6 separate regions of the Mus musculus genome follow, and regions 2, 3, 4, 5 and 6 are each linked to region 1. A link is a contact called in public HiChIP or PLAC-seq and promoter capture Hi-C data. All regions are on one chromosome and are shown on one strand. Each heading gives the region's core, a stretch centred on a gene start, on an enhancer-like site or on the middle of the called end of the contact. The rest is flanking DNA. Distances are from core to core; before and after follow the strand shown. Region 1 holds the start of Net1 (neuroepithelial cell transforming gene 1). Region 2 has its middle 66 kb from the start of Gm35190. Region 3 overlaps Gm35190 (a long non-coding RNA gene). Region 4 overlaps Gm35190 (a long non-coding RNA gene). Region 5 holds the start of Akr1c14 (aldo-keto reductase family 1, member C14). Region 6 has its middle 13 kb from the start of Gm35190.

Region 1 (3,283 bases), core at 425-2,924:
CTATATCACAGTTCATCATCAAGGGAAGTCAGGACAGGAACCCAAGCAGTGCAGGAACCTGGAGGCAAGAGCTGACGCAGAGGCCGTGGAAGAGTGCTTACTAGCTTGTTCGTCATGTCTTCCTCTCCCTACTTTCTTACAGAACCCAGGACTACCAGCCCAAGAATGGTATAGCCATGATGGGCTGGCCTATTTCCCATCAACTACTAATTAAGAAAATGTTCTATAGACTTACCTACCGCCTAATATTAGAGAGGGTTTGTCATGGTTTGAATATGCTTGGCCCAGGGAGTGGCACTGTTTGGAGGCATGGCCTTGTTGGAGTAAGTGTGTCACTGTGGGTGTGAGCTTGAATACCCTTGTTCTATCTGCCTGGAAGCCAGTATTCTGCTAGCAGCCTTCAGATGAAGATATAGAACTCTCAGCTCTTCCTGTACCATGCCTGCCTGGATGCTGCCATGTTCCTGCCTTGATGATAATGGACTGAATCTGTATTCCAGCCCCAATTAAATATTGTCCTTATAAGGGCTGTCTCTTTCATGGTGTCTGTTCACAGCAGTAAAACCCTAAAACAGAATTTTTCTAAATTGACATAAAACTAGCCATCATTGTTCTATATTTCATATTTTATGCTTTCAGTTAAAATCACAATGTTTTGTTTTACTATATACCTCTTATTTTTAATTTTCTTTTATTTTCAAGATTATAATATAATCACACCATTTTCTCCCTTCTCTTTTCTCCTTCCCAACTCTCTCCTATACCCCTTCTTGCTATCTTTCACATTCATGGACTCTTTTTATTAATTATTGTTACATAGTCAATATGTAACAATATGTTATACATATATGTTCCTAAATACACAAATACAGCCAGCTCAGTCTGTATGATGTTATTTGTATGTTTTCAGGGCTAGCTGTTAGTATTGGCTAACCAATGGTATTCCCTGAAGAAGACCATTTCTTTATCGGCTGAATGCAGTCTTCACAGTTAATCAGTTATATTTAGACATCTCCCAGTCATTCATTTAGATTGCCTTTAATTTTTCTATTATACACAACATCATTAATATCTCCCTGTATACAAGAGAGACTACATTTAAGACCATTAGCGATATTTAAAATCAGAGAACGTTTTTATTTACCAATCTTCACATAATAACCTGAGCAGGGTCCCTTGTTTCATGCTGCACGTTTTGCAGTCTTGCAAGCAGAGAAAGCAGCCCTTTCCATTCGGTAAAGCGACTGTGTCCTACTTACTGAAAGACAGGAGTACATAACTAGATTTCACTGGTTCTCTAGAGACATCCTGGAGAACAAAGTATTGTCTTTGGCAATTGGGAATATATTCCACATGTATAACTTAGTGTTTATACGTCCAACTGCCTCTTGCTTTGGGGTCAATACCTTCATCCTGTCTAACGCTAAACAACAACAAATGATAAACAGCTTCCGATCCATTTTCCTGCCCTGCAAGTGAAAGTTCTAGTGAATAGAGACTGCCTTTCAGGAGTAAGGTGTGTAGTTAAAATAAATCCCCAAATTCCTAACTTTCACCTTACCACTTTCCCTTTGTCACTGGAGCTCCTAAAAGTTTGGTATGAAGTCTTCTGATTAGGGCGGGACTCCACGTAGCCTAGCAACCGCTTCCCACTCTCTGATTGGCCGATCTCTGGGCAGCCGCCATTTTCAAATCCCCGGATGACGGCGGTAGCCGCTCTCTGCTAGAAGGCGACTTGCTGCCTCGCAGAAGCTGGCGGGCATTGTGCCCGCCACGATCGGTCTCCTGGGCACTGGGCCACCGCCCCACCAACCCCCCTTCTCCGGACATGGAGCCAGAGCCGGCGGCTCAGAAGCAGCCCCGACCTCGGAGGAGAAGCCGCAGGGTCTCAATGCTCAGCGAGGAACCTGCCGCGGGGCTTCCGGCCGACACACCCGGGCCGGCGGCGAACGAGAGGTGAGGGTGGCGGGAGGTGGGTGAGAGCCGGGGACCGAGTCTGGAGACTCAGGACGGGATGGACTGGACGGTGGGTGACCAAGGACTGGCAGTGCAGTAGGGGAGGTTGGGGAAGGCCGGGCAGAAATGCCGCGGGAGGAGAGTGCGCTGCCCGGCGGGCTGCACCGAGGGCTGCACAGCGACTGCTCGGCCCTGCGTAGAAGGGGTGGACTCGTTGGACTTGTTGACAATCTCCTTTAACCCCGTCCCTGGGGAACCGTACATCTGCACCAGAGCTGTTCTCTACCAGAAACTAGTTGTGGATGCAGGCGCTCAGATCAAGACTGTCGTGGACCCTGTGATGAGAAGAGGAATTGTCACCTGAACAGATACCAACCCTTTCAGCCTAAAAGCGGCTGTTCAAATGAAATGTCCTTTGCAGACCAGAACAGGACAGGCTCCTGGAATGAAGAGATCAGAGAAAGACTCTTTCTGGCTTTTCAGTTATTAGCACATTTTCACATTCTGTGTTGTATCTTCATTTCTATGTGTCTGGGAAAGGCAAACACTAGGTTGATTTCAGAAATCTGTGTCTGGAAGAGAGGCTGTGGGAGTCATAATATTTTTATTAAATAGGAAATTGAAATGGCATTTGTCTGGACTACTCTGTCATTCTTTTGCCCTTCGAAATATGAGAAATGGTCTCAAAGTACTGAATGCAATGGTTTCCCATTATAACGTTAGACATTGAGTTACAAAGTATGTAACTTTGTTCAAATCTACGTCTACATAGTGAGTTTATGATAGTGTCTGCCTCATATAAGGCACTGTGTGAACATCAGTACTTATCATGGGCCTCGGCAGAAAACTCGGCAGAAATCTTGTCTGTCAGTTTTAAATCTGTTAAAGTAACAGTGCTGTGTCTGCTCCATCTTTTCAGACATCCCCATGGTCCACTTGACATGATTTCAGGGTTTTTTTGGTTTTGTTTCTGAGACAAGTTCTCACTGTGTAACTTGGTTACCCCAGAACTCACTACCTGTGTAGAGACGCTGGCCACAAACTCATATTGTACTTCTGTACCAGAGCTGTTCTCCATGGAAACTGGTGGACTGTAGGTGGTCTTACATCCATAGGACTATTGGTGAGAAGAGGAATTGTCACCAAGCAGGCTCCAAACCGTTCTGCCTAAAAACTGGTCTTTCTTCCTTAGCCTCCCCCTGTTCTCGGATTGCAGTGTGAACCTCGACGCCCAGGTCATTTGATAGGATGTTAAATTAATCTTTTATATAGCTTATAATCTAATCATGACAAATGGTTTTGAGGAAAAAGCAAACACCTTACTTTC
Region 2 (3,283 bases), core at 448-2,947, 220 kb after region 1:
ATTGCTTAAATTTGGTTACTCATTGAATGTTTTTCTTTCTCTTTTAATTGTGATTATTTTGCTGGTTGTTTTAGTCTGATCTGGTATCCATGGTCCCTCAGAATTTGTAGAATATTGATCCAGACCCTTCTGGCTTTCAAAGTCTCCACTGAGAAGTCAGGTGTAATGCTATTATGTCTGCCTTTATATCTTACTTGTAATCTTCTCTTGCATCTTTTAATATTCTTTCTTTGTTCTGTACATTTAATGTTTTGATAAGTATATGCCAAGGAGACTTTTTTCTGATCTTGTGTATTTGGTGTTTGTATGCTTCTTATACCTTACTATGTATAAATTTTCTTTTATAATTTTATGAAAAATATTTTCTGTACTGTTGTGCTGGGTTTCTTCTCCTTCCTTTTTCCCTATTATTCACAGGTTTGGTCCTCTTGGTATCCCAGATTTGCTGGATGCTTTGTGCCTGAAGTTTTCTTAAAGTTGGCATTTTCTTTGACTGAGCTATCCATTTCTTCTACCTTGTCTTCAAGGTCTGAAATTTATTTCTTCCACATCTTGTAATTCATTGGTGAGGCTTACTTCTGGGGTTTTGTTTGACATGGTACGCTTCTCCTTTCCAGTTTTATTTCAGTTTTTTAAGTGTTTCTATTTCTATTTTCATGTCTTGAAGTGTTTTCATTCTTTCATCTGTTCGTGTTTGCAGTCTTCATCAGGGAGTTTATTCACATCCTCTTAGGGGTTCTTGAACATATTCATAACTTACTGTTTTGAAGACTTGTGCTTCAGCTAAATTGTATTTCTCTGGGCTGATTGCAAGAGGGTTATTGGCTTCTGGAGGAGACATATTGCCTTAGCTACTCACAGAAAGGTTTATACAACACGTTGGACCACCCAAGCATAGTTTGCTTATTCTTCCCTGAATTGGTTCTGTGCTCTTAAATGTTGAATCCATATTCAGCCTTGGTTTGAAGGTCAGGTCAGTGGTTATCTGACTTCCCATTAGTCTCTAACTCTGAGAAATTCTTGGCACTTTTATGAAGTATAGAAATAGAATCATCAGAATATAAAGTTTGGGATCTGGGATTTACACAGTAGAGTGCCTGCCAATCCCCAACATCACATAAACTGACTGTGATAGTGGGCAGTTATAATTCAAGCTTTCAGGAGAAGGAAGCAGGAAATCATTTTACCTGAGTAGAAGAGGATGCTGTATAATCCCCGAACTCTAGTTAGAAAGGGCCGGGTCTCCCCAGAATTTAAGATCAATGATAACCATAAATGAGATCACAAGCACCGTTGGGAGAAGAACCGAATTTGGGTTCTAAACAACTTCGTGAAAACACTGTGGAAGCAATTTAATGATACTGTAAGAACTCCAGCCCCTCCACTGCAATACCAGTCTTCATGACAGACCCCCTTAAGGAGAAAAGACTTAACTGGTGATACTGTAGAACAGGGAACCCTAACAGCATGTGAGATACAGACTTCAGTGCTGCATGAAATTCCTGAGCCGTACAGGATGGCTTAACACTGTACAAGTACATTTGAGCCTTCTGGAGGTAGCTCACAGGCGTTGATCGTTCTATGGAGCCTGTAGAGAAGAGGAAGTTGCAACTGGGAATTTGCAAAGTCCTTTCTTGCTCTTTGGATTTCTGCTAATGATTGACAGGCTCACTTGCCAGGAAATTTACCCTGACAAGTCACTTCCTCCTTTGAAGGCTCTTGACTCACCTCTAACTCACCTCCTATAAGTCTGCTCCTGACCAGACAACCCAGGGGTTGGTGTGCTTTGTTTTTTCTGAGTTGTTATGTACGATGGCTTTCTTGACTCACAAGTACTGAGGCTTGTACAGGAAGCCCAGGCTGGAGCTGAGTCCTAATCCTATTCTTTATAAAAAATACATCGAGCTCTAATTTCAGCTCCAGCGGAATTGGAGAATTATGCTACCCAGACTCACCATAGCTCAGTGTCTAGCTGTAGGGTGCAGGGGACGTTGATCATACTTCTCATCCCCTATACAAGAACACATCAGCATGGTGCATAGTGCAAAAGTAGCTTTGTCCAAGCTACACAGTCAACCATTACATCACACATTAAATATGTGTGTGTGTGTGTGTGTGTGTGTGTGTGTGTGTGTAGAAAGAGAGAGAGTTTACCATCAAAAAAACTTAGGTGTTCAGATAACATATGTCTTCTAGACTTACTTCTCAAAGGCCTTATAACCTTAAAAAAGAGAAAGAAGAATCTTCTATGCTGTGCCTTTCTGTCTGTGAAATGCATGTCGATAGAGGGCCATCAATGTACACACACACACAACCATACACTACCTGCAAGCTACTCAATTTCACACACATCATTCCATGTCTGACAGTCCACAATGTGTGCTTATCATGGTCCATGTATCCCACGGAAATGACAGAGAGCTCCCGAGAGAGAACCAAGTTCTAGATAAGGAAGGACATATACTATGTAATGCCATTGAAAACTCTTGGGGCAAGGAATAAGTCACTGGAGGAGAACGGAAGCTAAGGGAAGAAAGCCTATGTGCCCATCCCAGAGGAAAGGGGGTCTGAGCAAAAGCTAAACAATTTATATAAAGCCAAGAATCTTAAACTCAAGGGCTCTTCTTCAAAAGACACTCTCACACTGAGACTCCACAAGGAATCTACCACCAACCTATTATGCAACCTCAGAGCTCCTAAGGAGGAGGTAGGTATAGGAGGATGCTTCTGTGTCTTCCCAGGAGTGCTGACAGACAGCTTCAGACAGTCACTGAAAGGGGCCCTGTCGTATCTCAAAAGCCTTAATTAGAAATAAGCGGAATATGAACAGTAAGTAGCCTTTATGGGGTACTTTGGTGATTGTCAGGCACGCTCATTATCAATCAACTCATTCAATCCCAAGGGAGGCAGCAAGTGGAAATAGCCTCCATGTTTTCCTAGCTTTTGATATCTAAAGCCCAGAGCACTTGAGAGAAACAGGAGGTAGAGCGGGGGAGAGCATTTGACTTGGACAAACTTGAGGGGAGAAGGACCTGTCTCTGATGAAAAGATTCCTCTGAGGTTGGCCTAAAGAGAGGAAGTCAGGGAGAAAGGAGAACAGGAGTGTGGGAGCTGGAGAGGTGGCTCAGCAGCTAAGGGTGTTTGCTGCTCAAGCATAACGTTCAAGTTCAGATACCAGCACCCACATACGAAGCTGGCGATGGGCTGGATGTGATCCCATGCACCTGCACCAAAGAACGTAGAGACCAGAGGCTCACTGGGGCTTATTTAGCTACCAGCTTAT
Region 3 (3,283 bases), core at 567-3,066, 190 kb after region 1:
TGAAGAGCCGCTTGTAGAGAAAAGGTTACCTCTGGCTTAGCCTAGCAGTCAGGAGATATGAGGTGTCTGGTAGATAGCCCAAGGCCAGAAGCTCTCTCTCCTATTCCTTCTGAGGCTCGAGTTCAGTTAGCCCTTAGTACCACTGGCTACAGAAACGTACTAGCCTCTTGGTGCATTGGAGAAGGAACAAAGCAAGCAGAGCCCATGGAATCAGCCTGAGTCCAGTCGTGGGATCTCCAAGATCTCCTTAGCTGGGGAAGTTCATGAGCAGGTTGATAGAGCTCTTGAAAGTCAGTCCACACCACAGGTAAAGAGTGCTCGTCTTGAGGCCAGATAGAATGATAAGGACTTAAACCCAAGACAAGAAGGTAGTCCTTGTACCAACTGCCCCATATATACTCATTGCTTCAGGCAGCTTTTCCAAATCAGATCCTAATCTGCTCAGTTCTGTTTTTTGTTTTGTTTTGGTTGGTTGGTTTGGTTTGGTTTTTTTTGTTTGTTTGTTTGATTTTTGGTTTTTTGAGACAGGGTTTCTCTGTGTAGCCCTGGCTGTCCTGGAACTCACTCTGTAGACCAGGCTGGCCTCGAACTCAGAAATCCACCTGCCTCTGCCTCCCAAGTTCTGGGATTAAAGGTGTGTGCTACCTTCCACGCCTGGCTTCTGCTCAGTTTTATCCAGTGTCTCTAAGCTGAGGTTTAGAATATTATATTCTAAACACATGTTTCTAAGTCATGTCTTAATTAGGACATTTAAGGAAAGTTAGAGTTGGGATATTGCTACTTTAACAGGTTAGAAACATGCTTACAGATTGGGTAGGAATAAGACACACTGCTTCCAAGAAGGCATGCCTTAAGCTCAGGCAAGTAAGTTACTGGAGTATCTAAAAGCAGAAAGAATCTAAAGGAAGAAAGAACTTCCTCTCGAAGAGCAGTAGCAAGGGTCAGCGCTATGGCCGGCTTCTTGAGCTGCTAGATGGAGCTTGAATAAAACAACATGGAGAAAAGTTAAGCTTAACCATGAATTTCAACACCTTTGAAAGAAATTAATCCCTGCTCTGATTCACCAGAATTACTAAAGTCAGATCATGAGCCTTGGCTGCCCAAACAAGCTAGCTTGTCCACCTATCTCCAATTTGCTAATTAAGCAGACAAACAAGGAGAGGCTTGAATGGTACCCTTGAGTCCACCTTTAGAATCCTGAGATGAGGTTTAGGTTTAAATAGAGGGTAAGAAGGCTGCATACGCAATCCTAGTCCATTTGTGGTATCATCTGTCTCTGACCCATCAGTGTCTCAGCTCCAGGCTTTCGCTCAGGATGGAACCAAGTCAAATCTGTTTCTGAGAGACAAGCTCCTCTTCTGGTTGCCACCAAGCTTCTACCTTTCCCTCTCTTACCATAAGATCCCAGGAAATTTACTAGGGGAAATTCTAGTTCCTTGGGGACTGCTGTTTCAGAAGTCTGCCAGTCTTTTTCAGAATGTCTTTACACCTGCCAGGAAAGTTAAGGTCGCAGCAAAAGTTGCTCAGTGACTCACTACAGTGGTCAGGAGAGGACAAGCTTGCCTCTGCTTCTTAACTGATGGATCTGCCATCAAAACTACCTCAGAGTTTCTTTTCATTATACGGTAGTTTATTGAGCCCTCAGACACTAATTTCCTCACGTTTGGGAAAGGATAAGAAAAGAAATTCCAACAGAGGCTGGGAGAAAGGGGTGAGCAATTGAAATACAATTAGTTAGCAGAGTGTCAGTACATAACACACAAAATACAAAGGACTTTGCAGGACCAAGGGGACCCCTGGTGATGGAGACACACAGAGGATCAAGCCAGTGATCTACAGCAGGGACGCTATGCTGGGGAGCTGCCAGGCCTAGAGGGTGCAGCTCTGATTCTCAGCTGACATTTGGAACAATCACTACTGAACAGCCACCTTTGCTCACAACAATCTCTGGCCCTCCCTTCAACTCCTTGACTCTTAAAGGCCGGGTCAAGAGCCTCTAGGCTTTTTTTTGTGACCTTTTTCTACAATGTTGGTTGCCCTGGAAACTACTGCAGCTGGCTCTTGGCCTCCCGAAGCAGGCACTGTAATGAGAATCTCAGGCAGGTTTTTTCTGCTCTGCCAGTGCTGAGGACAATGGGTGGAATGCTGGCCAAACAGCTCTGGTTTCAGGACCTGTTCTGAGGACACTCCCCGCAGCTCATAAAAGAAGGGGAGGGAGCAAGATTTGGGAGGAGAGGTGGGGAGGGGGACACAGAAGCTGATGGCAGTGTGACTCAATATAGAAACTCTCTGTCACAACCTTCCTGGGAAAGGGTGATGATAGTTACATGGTGCTGTGTCTGTGGGATTACATAACAAAGACTAAAGTCTGTGGCCATCCCTTTCCTCACCTTGTGTGTGTGTGTGTGTGTGTGTGTGTGTGTGTGTGTGTGTGTCTGTGTGTGTGTGTGTGTGTGTGTGTGTCTGTGTCAATGTGTGTGTCTGTGTGTGTCTGTGTATATCTATGTATATCTGTGTGTGTTTGTTTCTGTATGTGTGCCTATGTGTCTGTGTGTGCCTGTGTGTATGTCTGTGGTGCATGTCTGTGTGTCTTCATGTATATACACATGTGAACAGAGGTCAACATTTCTATCTTCCTCAATTTTTTTTTTTTTGAGACAAGGTCTCTCACTGATTGGAGACAAGGTCTCTCACTAAACATGGAATTCACTGAGTTAGTCAGGCTAAGGCTAGCCAACAAGCTCCAGAGATCCTCTTGTCTCTGTCTTCTAAGTGCTGGGGTTACAGATTCATGGACCACTCCTGACTTCTCTGTGGATGCTGGTGATCTGAACTTGGCCTCCATGCTAGCATGTCTGGTGCTTTACTAAGTCACCTACCTCCCCAGGCCCAGAGCTCACCATTTAGTCGTTACATTCTTTCACTTTTTTAGTGACTAGAATGAAATCACTCTGATCAGATCTATAGATGACCTCATCCGGAGATGACCCTGTCTGTAGATGACCCCATCTATAGATGATGACCCCGTGTGTAGATGACCCATCTGTAAATGACCCCATCCAGAGATGATCCCATCCAGAGATGACCTCATTTGGAGATGGCCTAAATGGAGAGTGAATCTACTTCAGATAACGCTACCGATATTTAAGAAACAAAATCCCCACCTTATCAAGTTAGGAAAATGGACTGAGACTACCATAGGAGAACCTGGCTAAGTGGAAATTGTCTTAAGTGAGTATAAGTTAGTAGGACCTCATAGCTTGGGAAACAGATACAACTGTAA
Region 4 (3,283 bases), core at 244-2,743, 170 kb after region 1:
TGACAATCTCCCATCTCTTGCAGTTAGCCCAGGTCATCTCCCAGTCAGCTAGTCATACTCAGTCTACTACTTTCTTCCTCTGCCCTGGAAGAGTCCAGATGCCTGTGGCTGTTTCTCTCTCTCTCTCTCTCTCTCTCTCTCTCTCTCTCTCTCTCACACACACACACACACACACACACACACATTTACAATAAAAACCTTCCCCTTAACTATACTACAGAGTCATGTCATTGGTTGTTTATACAGTAGATTTTATGTACTTAATCATATTTGAAATCAAGTAGGATTGTACAGAAAAGCCCACTTTTTCTTGTTTTGCCTCCCTCTCCTCAAGCAGATCCTCAGCCCCTGCAAAATGTGCCCCATTCCATCACTTCTGTGACTCTCAGAGGGTTCCTTGGGATGTGTTTATATGAACTCTAACTAAGTGTAGTGACAACTTTTGTGTGTCAACTTGACACAAGTTAGGAGTCATCAAAGAGTAAGAAGCCTCAGTTGAAAAAACACCTCCATGAGATCCAGCTGTAAGGCATCCTCTCAATTAGTGATCAATAGGGGAGGGCCCAGGCCATGGTGGGTGGTGGTCCTGGGTTCTATAAGAAAGCAGGCTGAGCAAGCCATGGAAAGCAAGTCAGTAACTAGCACCTATCCATGGTCTGCCTCTGCATCACCTCCTGCCTACAGAATTCAGCCCCTTTTGAGTTCCTGTCCTGATTTCCTTTAGTGACGAACAACAATGTGGAAGTATAAGCTTAATAAGCCCTTTCCTTTCCAACTTGCCCTTCGGTCATGGTGTTTTGTCAGAGCAATAGAAACAGTAAAATACCAAGTTTAAACAGAAAAAAAACCCCAGTGTGTGAAAAATGAGTTGAGGAATGTAGTTCACTCAGTGAAGTGTTTGCCCAGCATTCAGGACCTCTAGGCTTGATCTCCATCACCATATATACCCAGCACAGTGGCATGTACCTGTAATCTCAACACTTTAGAGGTGCAGGCAAAAGGATCCAGAGTTGAAGGTTATCCTCAGTTACATAGCAAATTTGAGGCCAGTCTGAGCCACATATGAACCTTAGTGAAGAGGAGGGGGGAGGATGAGGAAGAAGGGGAGAGAAATCATAATAATGCAAAATTTCAGAAAGGAAGGGGCTGAAGAAAGAATGAAGAGTGATCAGCCCTCGTGGTGGTTGCCCTTTTCCCCCAACTCTCTTCATATGAACATTCTTGAGTCTCCTTTAAGAGCACTCCAGAAGTACAGGTCCATGCTCACTCCTGCCTGGGCATGTCTCCCCTGGCCACCTTGGGTTATAGCAAAGGCAAGATAAGGAGAACCATTACCCTCTTGGTTCTATTCTTGCAACCAAGTGTGAAGTAAACAAGAAAGGACTTAATCTTGGTTGTGCAGAGGAGGAAATGGGAGCCCTGAGGGGTCAAATGCATTGCTCAGGTCACTCAGCAAGTGAGTGGCTGCTGCCAGGACCTGGCCTGGATCCCAGGCTTGTGGCCTCAGTCCCTGGCTTGTGACCTCAACCACAAATGTGTTTTTCTCCACAGAGCCCTGTGTTCTGAACTCCACATCTTGACCACCAGTACAAACGGTCCCAAATCCTTGTAATTCCACATTCTTGGGACAACAATCTAATCATCACAGTGGCTAACATTTCTTGAGCTTTGAGTACACATGGGTCTTTTTCTGAGCATTCTATATCTATTATCTTCTTTAAACCTGGTAATAATCTTGCTTAAGAAAACATGTGAAGGTTAATAGTTTTACACACACACACACACACACACACACACACACACACTCATGAAGCCTGCATTCAAATTCAAGTTAGGACTTGATATGTAGTTCAGTTGGTAGAGTGCCTGCCTGGAGTGTAGGAGGCCTGGGTTCTGATCCCCAGGCCTGCATAAACTGGGTATGGTGGCACACTCCTGTGATCTTAGCACTTGGATGGTCATGGCAGGACTACCAAAAACTCAAGTTTTTCCTTTGCTATGTAGAGAATACCTAGCCTTTAAAATTATCACCAGAGAAGTGTAGCCCTAGAAAACAGATACAGGGTCCCAGGATAGGGTTGTACTGTACGGTACTGGGTTTGAGTCTGGGTTGTTGCTGAAATCTCCAGAGAAACCTCCAGGCAAACAGACTTCCAGGCTTCATCCTGAACCTTCATTAAAATGTGAACAGAAGCAGGTGTTTTTAAGAGGCCCATATATCCATCTGAAGATAAGCCAAGTGTGGAATCTCAGCCAAGAGCCCAGGGGAGGTGGGGGTGGAGGCTGGAAAGAGTCAGATGAACAACAGAGCCCTATCTGGGAGCCACAGTAAGAAGAAAGGCTCCAAGGAGGGGCATGACATGGCACATAGGCAGTCAAGCTTTACAGGACAAGGGCCACCTTTGAGAGAGGTTGTTCCCTGCCATGGACACAAAGGTCCAAGGGAAGGGAGGTCACATTGTTCCTACATCGAGCTCTGACATGGTGTGCCCAGTGCTATGTCACATGGCAGCATCACACAGCTGGCTGGGCTTGGAGGAAAGGGTGTGTCCCCACTTTGAAGCCACTGGGGCATACTTCCTCCCACTACCACTGAGTGCCCTGGACAGGACACAGTGACACGAGACCAAGTTTGGCTCACCTCGATGTGTGTATCACATATAACAGAACCAGAAACACAGGCTAGAAGGAGTCCAGATCTGAGTGTGGCCTTCTAGGGTCTGCTTACAGCAGGTCATAAGGAGGCCTAGAGAGCTGTCTTAGAAGCACATCAACACACCCAGAGCCTTGAGCACTGCTTTCTTACCCCTAGCCTTGCCAATACCCTCACTTCTTGTTGATCCCTCAGATTTCTGCCTCACTTTTTATTTTTATTTTCCTGTGCTGAGAATTGAACCCAGGAATCTTGCACATGTCAGACAAACATCCTATCACTGCCCTGTATTTCCAGATTTTTTTTAGGTATTTGTTTACTCATTTCTTTAATTTTAAAGACAGTGTCTCACTTTGTAGTCCCAGCAGACCTTAAACTTGGGATTCTCCTCTATCAGTCTCTTCATTAGCTAAATTTATAAGCCTGTAACAGCACTAGGCCCAGCAACTGCCTTTACCTTTTAGAGGGCCCATGCCTAGCATCAGGCCTGGATCACAGCAAGTGTGTGGTAAGTATTCATCTGAGCTGAATTCTCCCTTTCAAGTGACCTCCAGGTTCTTCCATCTCTACCATTGCCCATTTGAACCAATTGAGGATTTGGCTCAAAGAGATACCAGTCCCTTCAATAAC
Region 5 (3,283 bases), core at 558-3,057, 140 kb before region 1:
TCATAAGGAAATACCTATTTACATAAATATTTGTTCTGGTTCTATTGTGAGAGAAAACATCTTAGGAATAAAGCACACATTATCTTACTGGATAAAATTGTCTCTAATACTCTTGGGTTTGGTGAGGCAGTTTTAACTTCACCATCGCTTTTTGTTGTTGAAATTGTTGTTTTCAGTTCAAAGTAAAAATTCAGTACTTAGATATTGTTCTATATGCCTAATTTACATGTATGTTCCATAACTTTAAGAAATTTGACTTGTGGAAAGTAAAACAAAAATGAGTCTGCTTTAAATACTACCTGGATCTGATTCATCTTACCAACAAAGACAATAACAAGAATGAAGATGAGTTATAAAATTTTTCTAATTTTTCTATTTTTGTTATTTGTGCACATGCACATGAGAGAGAGAGAGAGAGAGAGAGAGAGAGCATGTTTTTGTGTGTGATCTGAATATCTAAGGAAGTCCTGTGTGTACCTTTTCTCTTCTGCCCTGTGAGCCCAGGGACCAATCAGACTCAATTCATCAAAGGCCCGACAAAATGTTTCAGGAATTGTTTTCTCTAATGTATTCAATCTACGTAAAATAGTATAATTTAGTTTTCCATTTAAAAACACTATTTTATCTTAAGTGTTTTGCCAGCCTGCATGTCTATGTTGCCTGGTGTCAGCAGAGACAAGAAGAGGATTTTGAATCTCCTGGACCTGGAATTACAGACAGTTGTAAGCCACCATGAGGGTGCCAGGACTTGAACCTAGTTCCTCTGCCACAGGAGCCAGTGCTCTTAACCACTGAGCTCAAACACTGAGTTCCAGTTTACACAACGCAGCCCTGCCCTTCTCTAAACTGTACTGACTCCTACAGATTTACTGAAACTAGAGCTGCTGTGATATCTTTGCTCCTTACCTCTCTTTCAAGCATGCATGCTAAGTAAAAATTCTTATCAGAAGAGGTCAAAGTATCTCTATGATCATGTCTTCTGCATGAGAAAATTGCGACTTAAGCTTGCAGTGCCAGTCTTTGCCACGCACTGAGTAAGTAACCAGAGGATGAGATCAGAATGAAAACATTTCCCCAGGAAAACCTCCTGTTGTATTTTGATTCAAATGTCATGAATGGGATCATGGAGCAAGGATTTAGAGTTGCTTTGTTAAATTATAATTAACCCCAAAAATAGTGTTCTATTTTCTTTTTAGGTAAATGCTTCTAAAGTGAAAGTAGGAAAGAAATTCTACTTCAGTGCAGGTCTGAAGTTTGTGCTGTGGACTCAGACTCTGCTCTTTGTCTGATCATTTGTCATAAACTCCAATAAGTTCTACTACAAATTTGTTTTCTGGCTTCTGAGAGGAATAGTTATTTGAAGCACAGAAAGAAAAAAAAATCCATGTCACTAATCCTTTTGTAATCAATTCAAAGCACAGCAGTAGTACTGATTGGTTTTCATTTACTGTAAAATAGACTGAAACTAAAGGAGAAACAGAGCAGAGCCCAGAATAAACAATATTGTCCACATGATAAGTCTCCAAGGAACAGTAACAAGTCTGACTCCTCTATTACACATGAATAGCTGTAATCTGCAGACCTGATGTCTAATGTGAGCCTGAAGCAAACAGGAGCAAATCTAAAAGCACATCCTTGATCTCTTCTCCTATAAACTCTTAAGCCCAAGACACAACTCTTACCTTATCGGGCACAGTGGTTCCAAACCCCAGTGCAGGGATGAAGTGACCATCGTTTAGTACCACACGTGGGGATACAGAATTCATAGCTTGTTACTCATGCAACCACGCAGGTCTTGAGACTTCTGTTTTCACAGGATAAACGCCAGGAAAATTGCTACAGCTCCTTAAATATCTCCTGGAAAGTTAAACAATGGCATGTGGGAGGAGCCAGCTTAAAGCAATAGTCCAGAGACAAAAACTGGAGGCTGTCTGCATGTGTATGAGAGTGAACTCCAATAAATCAAGAAAGCATGAAAATGAAACCATGAATTTCTTGTAGAAGAAAAGGTTCTGTTCACAGTCCATGCTTAATTGTGTAAATTGTTAAGGGGAAACTGATGGACAGCAATCAATCACAGGTTACCTAGAAAGTAACTTCAGCTACTGGGCTCTGGTTTTCATTTGAAAAGAGTATCTCTTCTTTACTTTCTAAACAGTAAAAGTCTCATTGTGACATTTCCACCCAGACACAATGTTTCTTGATCAAGCTTACCCACTGCCCCTCCTGTTCCCTCTCTGGCCCCCTAAATAGTCTCTTCTCCTTTTATGTCTTTTTTCAAAAACCAAACACCATCTGTGGGGAACACACAAGCTATTTGCCTTTCTGAGTTGGGGATTTTATGTTTAACAAGATGATTTTCACCTAGTCCATTCGTTTTGGTGCAAATGATATGATTTTGTCTGTCCTAAATAAAGCTCTGTTGCAGGAAATATTTAAAAAATGAACTGGCACGTTCCTACTCTTGTGCCTCTGCCCCAGCGGCCTGGCTGACCATGCACTGGTGGGCAACAGCCAGCCTGTTTCTATCTTGTGGAGACTGACTCAAAACTCCACAATCTCTCCACCCAGCTCTCGGGTTCCCACTGGCAGTTGCTACCACGCCAACCCCGTGCTTCAAATCCCCCATGCCTTTGTGGTGCACATCTGGCAATCCCATGCTTTGCCACCATACCTTTCTTGAACCCATATGAGCCACCGAGTGAAGGAAAACGCAACACAAACTCAGTTCAGAAACAATGGTAACTCAATCTCTGGGTGCAACAACTAAAACCTAATCTTGTAAACTAGCCAGCCTGGTTTACAGAGTGAGTTCCAGGACAGCCAAGGCTACACAGAGAAACCCTGTCTCGAAAAACTAAAAAAAAAAAAAAAAAAAAAAAAAAAAGTAAAATCCAATTACTGGCTGAGATAAGAGCACTGACTGTTCTTCAGAAGGCTCAGTGTTAAAATCACAGCAACCACATGGTGGCTCACAACCACCTGTAACGAGATCTGATGCCCTCTTCTGGTGCACCTGAAGACAGCTACACTGTACTTATTTATAATAATAAATACATTTTTTTTTTAAAAAATCCAATTCCTTGCAAATTTGCCATGATACCAGAAACTCTAGCAACTACATCTTACCTGTCTGCTGTCCCATTCCAAAGAGGGTCTAACTCTCTCCTGCCACCTATTTTTGTCCATCCAACCCAGAAGTCCCTCCTACTTGCCCAGTGATTGGCTCCTTTATTCATTAGGAGACTGGTTCACAAGAAGCCACCTGAGCTTGAGACTCATT
Region 6 (3,283 bases), core at 355-2,854, 140 kb after region 1:
CATATTTTAAAATATCAGGGCTGGAGCTAGAGAGATGGCTCAGCAGTAAGACGCACGTACTGCTCTTACAGAAGACCCAAGTTCAGGTCCTAGCACCCATATGGTAGCTCACAGTTTTCTGTAACTCAGGTTTCAAAGGATACAATGACCTCTTCTGGCCTATTTGGACATGCATATGGTACACATGTATGTATACAGGCAGACATTCATATGCACAGAATAAAAATAAACAATTTAAAAAGATCTCTAGGCTGGGGTGTAGCCTAGATGGGTAAACAAGCATGCATGAAGCTCTGAACCCTAAACTCATCACCACATCAAACCAGGTATAGTGGGACATGCCTATAATCGAACATTCCAGGTCATCCTCTGCTACACATTAAGTTTGAATCTAACCTGACCTGCATGAGACCCTGTACCAAAACAGAGACACAAAATCTGAAGACTGGAACAATCTTTATTTACTTTTTTTTCTTTTTATTGGAGGTAGCTGGCTGTTGCTGCTGTTGTTGTTTGAGACAGGGTTTTGCTATGCAGCATAGTCTAGTCTCCTCTTCACTGCATGGCGTGCCCTCCCACCAGCAGATTTGCCTTTTCTGGTTTCTGAAATGATCTCCATATGTAGCTCATACTGACCAGAAATGTGTCGTCCTTTTGCCTCCATTTCCCTAGAGTTTGAAGAAAAAAATCTTTAAAGTAACATCAGCAGTGATTAACTGAGTATAGGAGTGGGAGAAGGAGCAAGAAAGGCAGCAAAGACAGTTGAGGGGTCTCCTTGGGGTGATGATGCCACTCACTGTCACATGTCCCGTGATGGTTCCAGTGTGCTTTCACTCTTGGGAATTTATCACGTTATGGACTTTTATGAGACCAACTCTTTGCCTTCTTGGCTGAGTTGTCAACTCTTAATTTGGGCTATTTGAAGGTAAACATTGTCAACTGGACCGGACCTATAACCACTTCAGGGAAAGCCCTCTGTGGGGACATGTGATAAGACGACTCACCCTAAATATGGGTGATGTCATCCCACAGACTGAGGTTCTAATCTGAATAAAGAGGAGAAAACTAAGCTCATCTCTCTCTGATTCCTAACTACAGATTCGATGTAAGCCAACTTCTTCATACTCTGTGTAAATAAACCCTTGGTTCCTTCCTTGGGGGGTTTGTCAAGTATTTTGCCACAGCAGTGAGAAAAATAATATAGGCCATTGATTATAAGATAATTCAACAGGGTGTTTTACAAAAGACAGGAGGGAGGGAAGGAGGGAGGGAGGGGGAGGGAGGGAGGGAGGGAAGGAAGGGAGGAAGGAAGGAAGGAAGGAAGGAAGGAAGGAAGGAAGGAAGGAAGGAAGGAAGGAAGGAAGGAAGGAAAGATTTTAACTTTTAACTCTGGGCTTTCTTACTCCCAAAGGAAAAGTCATGATCAACAACATATCTTCAAAAGAATGCTATGTGCAGAGTGCCCAGCGTGGTAGCATGCCTTTGATGGTGGAGGGCAGAGCGAGCCTTTTCCTTCATCCTGTCTCACTTCAACCATGCTTACCAAGGAGTCTAGGCATCATGCCACCTCTCGGACTTGACATCACACAATGCCCCCAAAGATATTTCACAATCACTCTGTTCCCTTTTGTTCTATCTGCCCTTATAAGCAGATACAGGCTGGGCCTGCTTGGCCTGTTTTGTTCTGTTTTGTTTTGCTTTGTTTTGTTTTTAAAGAGATAAGGAAATAGAATCAGAGAGAAAGGCTGGTAAGCTTTCACTACGTCATTGCTGAGTCAGGGCAGAAACGTGTAACTGATGTTTGTTTCCCCCTCTAGCAGCCTAAGTTCTAGGCCTGGACTGATGGGTAATGTTGCATCCCTGGAGCCTCCCAGCAACACTTGCGTGAGGACCCAGTCCCCTGCTCATGGACCCACAGCCACCGGCCCACCCCCATGTCAACACACAGGCCTCTGCCTGCTGCTACCATGTGTATCTTTCTGTTCATTTGTTTTTGTTGTCATTGCTCTCTGGATTTGGTTAGACCAGATAATCGGTACCAGTTCTGGAGTTGGTTCTCTCCTTCCATCCAGAGATTGACTTAGATCATCAGTTTTGACAGCAAGTGTCTTTGTCCTTGGAGCCTCCTTACCAGCCCAGGACCACCAAGTTTGGAAGTAGGGACATAATTTCTCTCTAAGGCCACCATTTCATCATTCTTTCTGGAGGAATAAATCAATAAGACTGGGCTAACCCTGAAAACAAGGTTGTCATGCCCTGTGTCACAGAGGAGGCACTACACGACTTTCATGGTCCCATAGAGATCTCTGCCTAGAGAGGCACTGTGACCTTAATGATTTCATAGAATAAACAGGCCTTCACAAAAATCCTTTCACATTATAGATGACCTGAAAGAAAGAAACAGACTTATCTACAGCCAGCACCAGAGATGACAGTGTGTGACAACCAGTTCAAGCTTGACCAGAGAAGCAAGTGACCTAGTTCTAGATCCAACTCAGCCAGTAATTAGCTGTTTGGCCTTTGGCCAGATCCTTAGTCATACCTTCCCAACATCATATATCCCATAGCTAGAAGTACTTCTGAGATTTAAGTAATGTGAGTCAATATTTTATTGTATTTTTAGTGTGTGCATGTGTGTTCACATAGATGCATGTCCAGGCATATGTGAATATGTTCCGATCCAGAAGACAGTTCTGTTTGTTATACCTCAAGTACATTCACATTGTTTTTGAGTCTGGGTCTCTCACTGGCCTGAAGCTCAATAGCTCCCCAGGCTAGGCTGGCTGAGCAGGTAACCCCAGAGACCCTTCCATCTTCACCTTCCCAGTAAAAGGACTACAAGACCATGGGACCACACCCACGTTCTTGGAGGAGTGCCAGAGATCCAAAATGGGTCCTTGGGCTTTCGTAAAAAGTACTTCATTGACTGATTCATTCCCCTGACCTCACAAATCACTGTTTTAGAAATTGAGAATTGGCTAGAGTCGGGGGCCACAGAAGAAGTCCCCTGTAGCTGGGCATTCCCTGAGTCTTGGTTTAAAGGTTAGGTCTGTGCCTGGCAGCTGATCTAGTGCTGGGGATGGGAAAGAAAAGTGCAGGTTAAGCAAGCCTCACCCAGACACTTTAAAAACAGGGAAGCAAACACACACCCTTCCGCTGCCTTTGATTTTGTTTGTTGGATTTTTCATTCTGTATCAGGCCAGAAGAAAAGGGTTTTGTGAGTTTAATGGGACCTGACTTACTGACTTAGCCAATTTTTCTGTGTTCTTCTTCTATATAAGAA

Evidence for each region. Promoter capture Hi-C pulls out the DNA fragments that hold promoters and counts their contacts. HiChIP or PLAC-seq counts read pairs in DNA pulled down with a chosen protein or histone mark. Capture Hi-C pulls out chosen DNA fragments and counts their contacts.
Region 2: a contact with region 1 is called in a FOXA1 HiChIP or PLAC-seq map of pancreatic cancer cells. The contact joins the enhancer-like site here to the promoter of Net1 in region 1. A contact is called at or near these places in 11 of 39 promoter capture datasets (the C10 cell line, the HPC-7 cell line, cranial neural crest and 7 more), 1 of 15 datasets of contacts at CTCF or cohesin (the NIH/3T3 cell line), 1 of 484 Hi-C or Micro-C datasets (cardiomyocytes), 16 of 115 datasets of contacts at active chromatin or transcription factors (astrocytes, bone marrow-derived macrophages, craniofacial prominence and 8 more) and 3 of 9 other capture datasets (adipose tissue, liver and pancreatic islet).
Region 3: a contact with region 1 is called in an H3K4me3 HiChIP or PLAC-seq map of embryonic limb bud, with 3 times the contacts expected there. The contact joins the enhancer-like site here to the promoter of Net1 in region 1. A contact is called at or near these places in 12 of 39 promoter capture datasets (the C10 cell line, the HPC-7 cell line, cranial neural crest and 8 more), 1 of 484 Hi-C or Micro-C datasets (bone marrow-derived macrophages), 6 of 115 datasets of contacts at active chromatin or transcription factors (bone marrow-derived macrophages, embryonic limb bud, embryonic stem cells and 1 more) and 2 of 9 other capture datasets (adipose tissue and pancreatic islet).
Region 4: a promoter capture Hi-C map of hematopoietic stem and progenitor cells shows a contact between it and region 1. The contact joins the enhancer-like site here to the promoter of Net1 in region 1. A contact is called at or near these places in 9 of 39 promoter capture datasets (3T3-L1-derived adipocytes, the HPC-7 cell line, cranial neural crest and 6 more), 2 of 484 Hi-C or Micro-C datasets (embryonic stem cells and nephron progenitors), 10 of 115 datasets of contacts at active chromatin or transcription factors (acute myeloid leukemia, differentiating embryonic stem cells, embryonic limb bud and 5 more) and 3 of 9 other capture datasets (adipose tissue, embryonic stem cells and liver).
Region 5: a promoter capture Hi-C map of pancreatic islet shows a contact between it and region 1. The contact joins the promoter of Akr1c14 here to the promoter of Net1 in region 1. A contact is called at or near these places in 1 of 484 Hi-C or Micro-C datasets (liver) and 1 of 9 other capture datasets (pancreatic islet).
Region 6: a contact with region 1 is called in a promoter capture Hi-C map of hematopoietic stem and progenitor cells. The contact joins the enhancer-like site here to the promoter of Net1 in region 1. A contact is called at or near these places in 5 of 39 promoter capture datasets (the HPC-7 cell line, embryonic stem cells, hematopoietic stem and progenitor cells and 2 more), 1 of 484 Hi-C or Micro-C datasets (uterus), 5 of 115 datasets of contacts at active chromatin or transcription factors (bone marrow-derived macrophages, effector CD8 T cells, embryonic stem cells and 2 more) and 2 of 9 other capture datasets (adipose tissue and liver).

The regions. Positions count from the first base shown.
Region 1 is chr13:3,916,611-3,919,893 of GRCm38.p6, reverse strand. Net1 (neuroepithelial cell transforming gene 1) reads left to right here and starts at 1,674. Exons shown (of 12, transcript NM_019671.3): 1 at 1,674-1,956. The coding sequence starts at 1,829.
Region 2 is chr13:3,699,310-3,702,592 of GRCm38.p6, reverse strand. No RefSeq gene overlaps it. Among named protein-coding and RNA genes, the nearest start is that of Gm35190, 66 kb to the left of the region's middle. Within about 2 kb of position 1,697, at least 29 of the 459 cell types and tissues checked have an H3K27ac peak or open chromatin away from gene starts, as enhancers often do. A contact at or near this core is called in pancreatic cancer cells and trophoblast stem cells, where this site is marked.
Region 3 is chr13:3,729,379-3,732,661 of GRCm38.p6, reverse strand. All of the region lies in intron 3 of Gm35190 (a long non-coding RNA gene), which reads left to right. Among named protein-coding and RNA genes, the nearest start is that of Gm35190, 36 kb to the left of the region's middle. Within about 2 kb of position 1,816, at least 87 of the 459 cell types and tissues checked have an H3K27ac peak or open chromatin away from gene starts, as enhancers often do. A contact at or near this core is called in adipose tissue and embryonic limb bud, where this site is marked.
Region 4 is chr13:3,749,076-3,752,358 of GRCm38.p6, reverse strand. All of the region lies in intron 3 of Gm35190 (a long non-coding RNA gene), which reads left to right. Among named protein-coding and RNA genes, the nearest start is that of Gm35190, 17 kb to the left of the region's middle. Within about 2 kb of position 1,493, at least 97 of the 459 cell types and tissues checked have an H3K27ac peak or open chromatin away from gene starts, as enhancers often do. A contact at or near this core is called in adipose tissue, hematopoietic stem and progenitor cells, intestinal villus epithelium and 1 more, where this site is marked.
Region 5 is chr13:4,058,115-4,061,397 of GRCm38.p6, reverse strand. Akr1c14 (aldo-keto reductase family 1, member C14) reads right to left here and starts at 1,807. Exons shown (of 9, transcript NM_134072.2): 1 at 1,683-1,807. The coding sequence starts at 1,766.
Region 6 is chr13:3,778,377-3,781,659 of GRCm38.p6, reverse strand. No RefSeq gene overlaps it. Among named protein-coding and RNA genes, the nearest start is that of Gm35190, 13 kb to the right of the region's middle. Within about 2 kb of position 1,604, at least 44 of the 459 cell types and tissues checked have an H3K27ac peak or open chromatin away from gene starts, as enhancers often do. A contact at or near this core is called in adipose tissue, bone marrow-derived macrophages, hematopoietic stem and progenitor cells and 2 more, where this site is marked.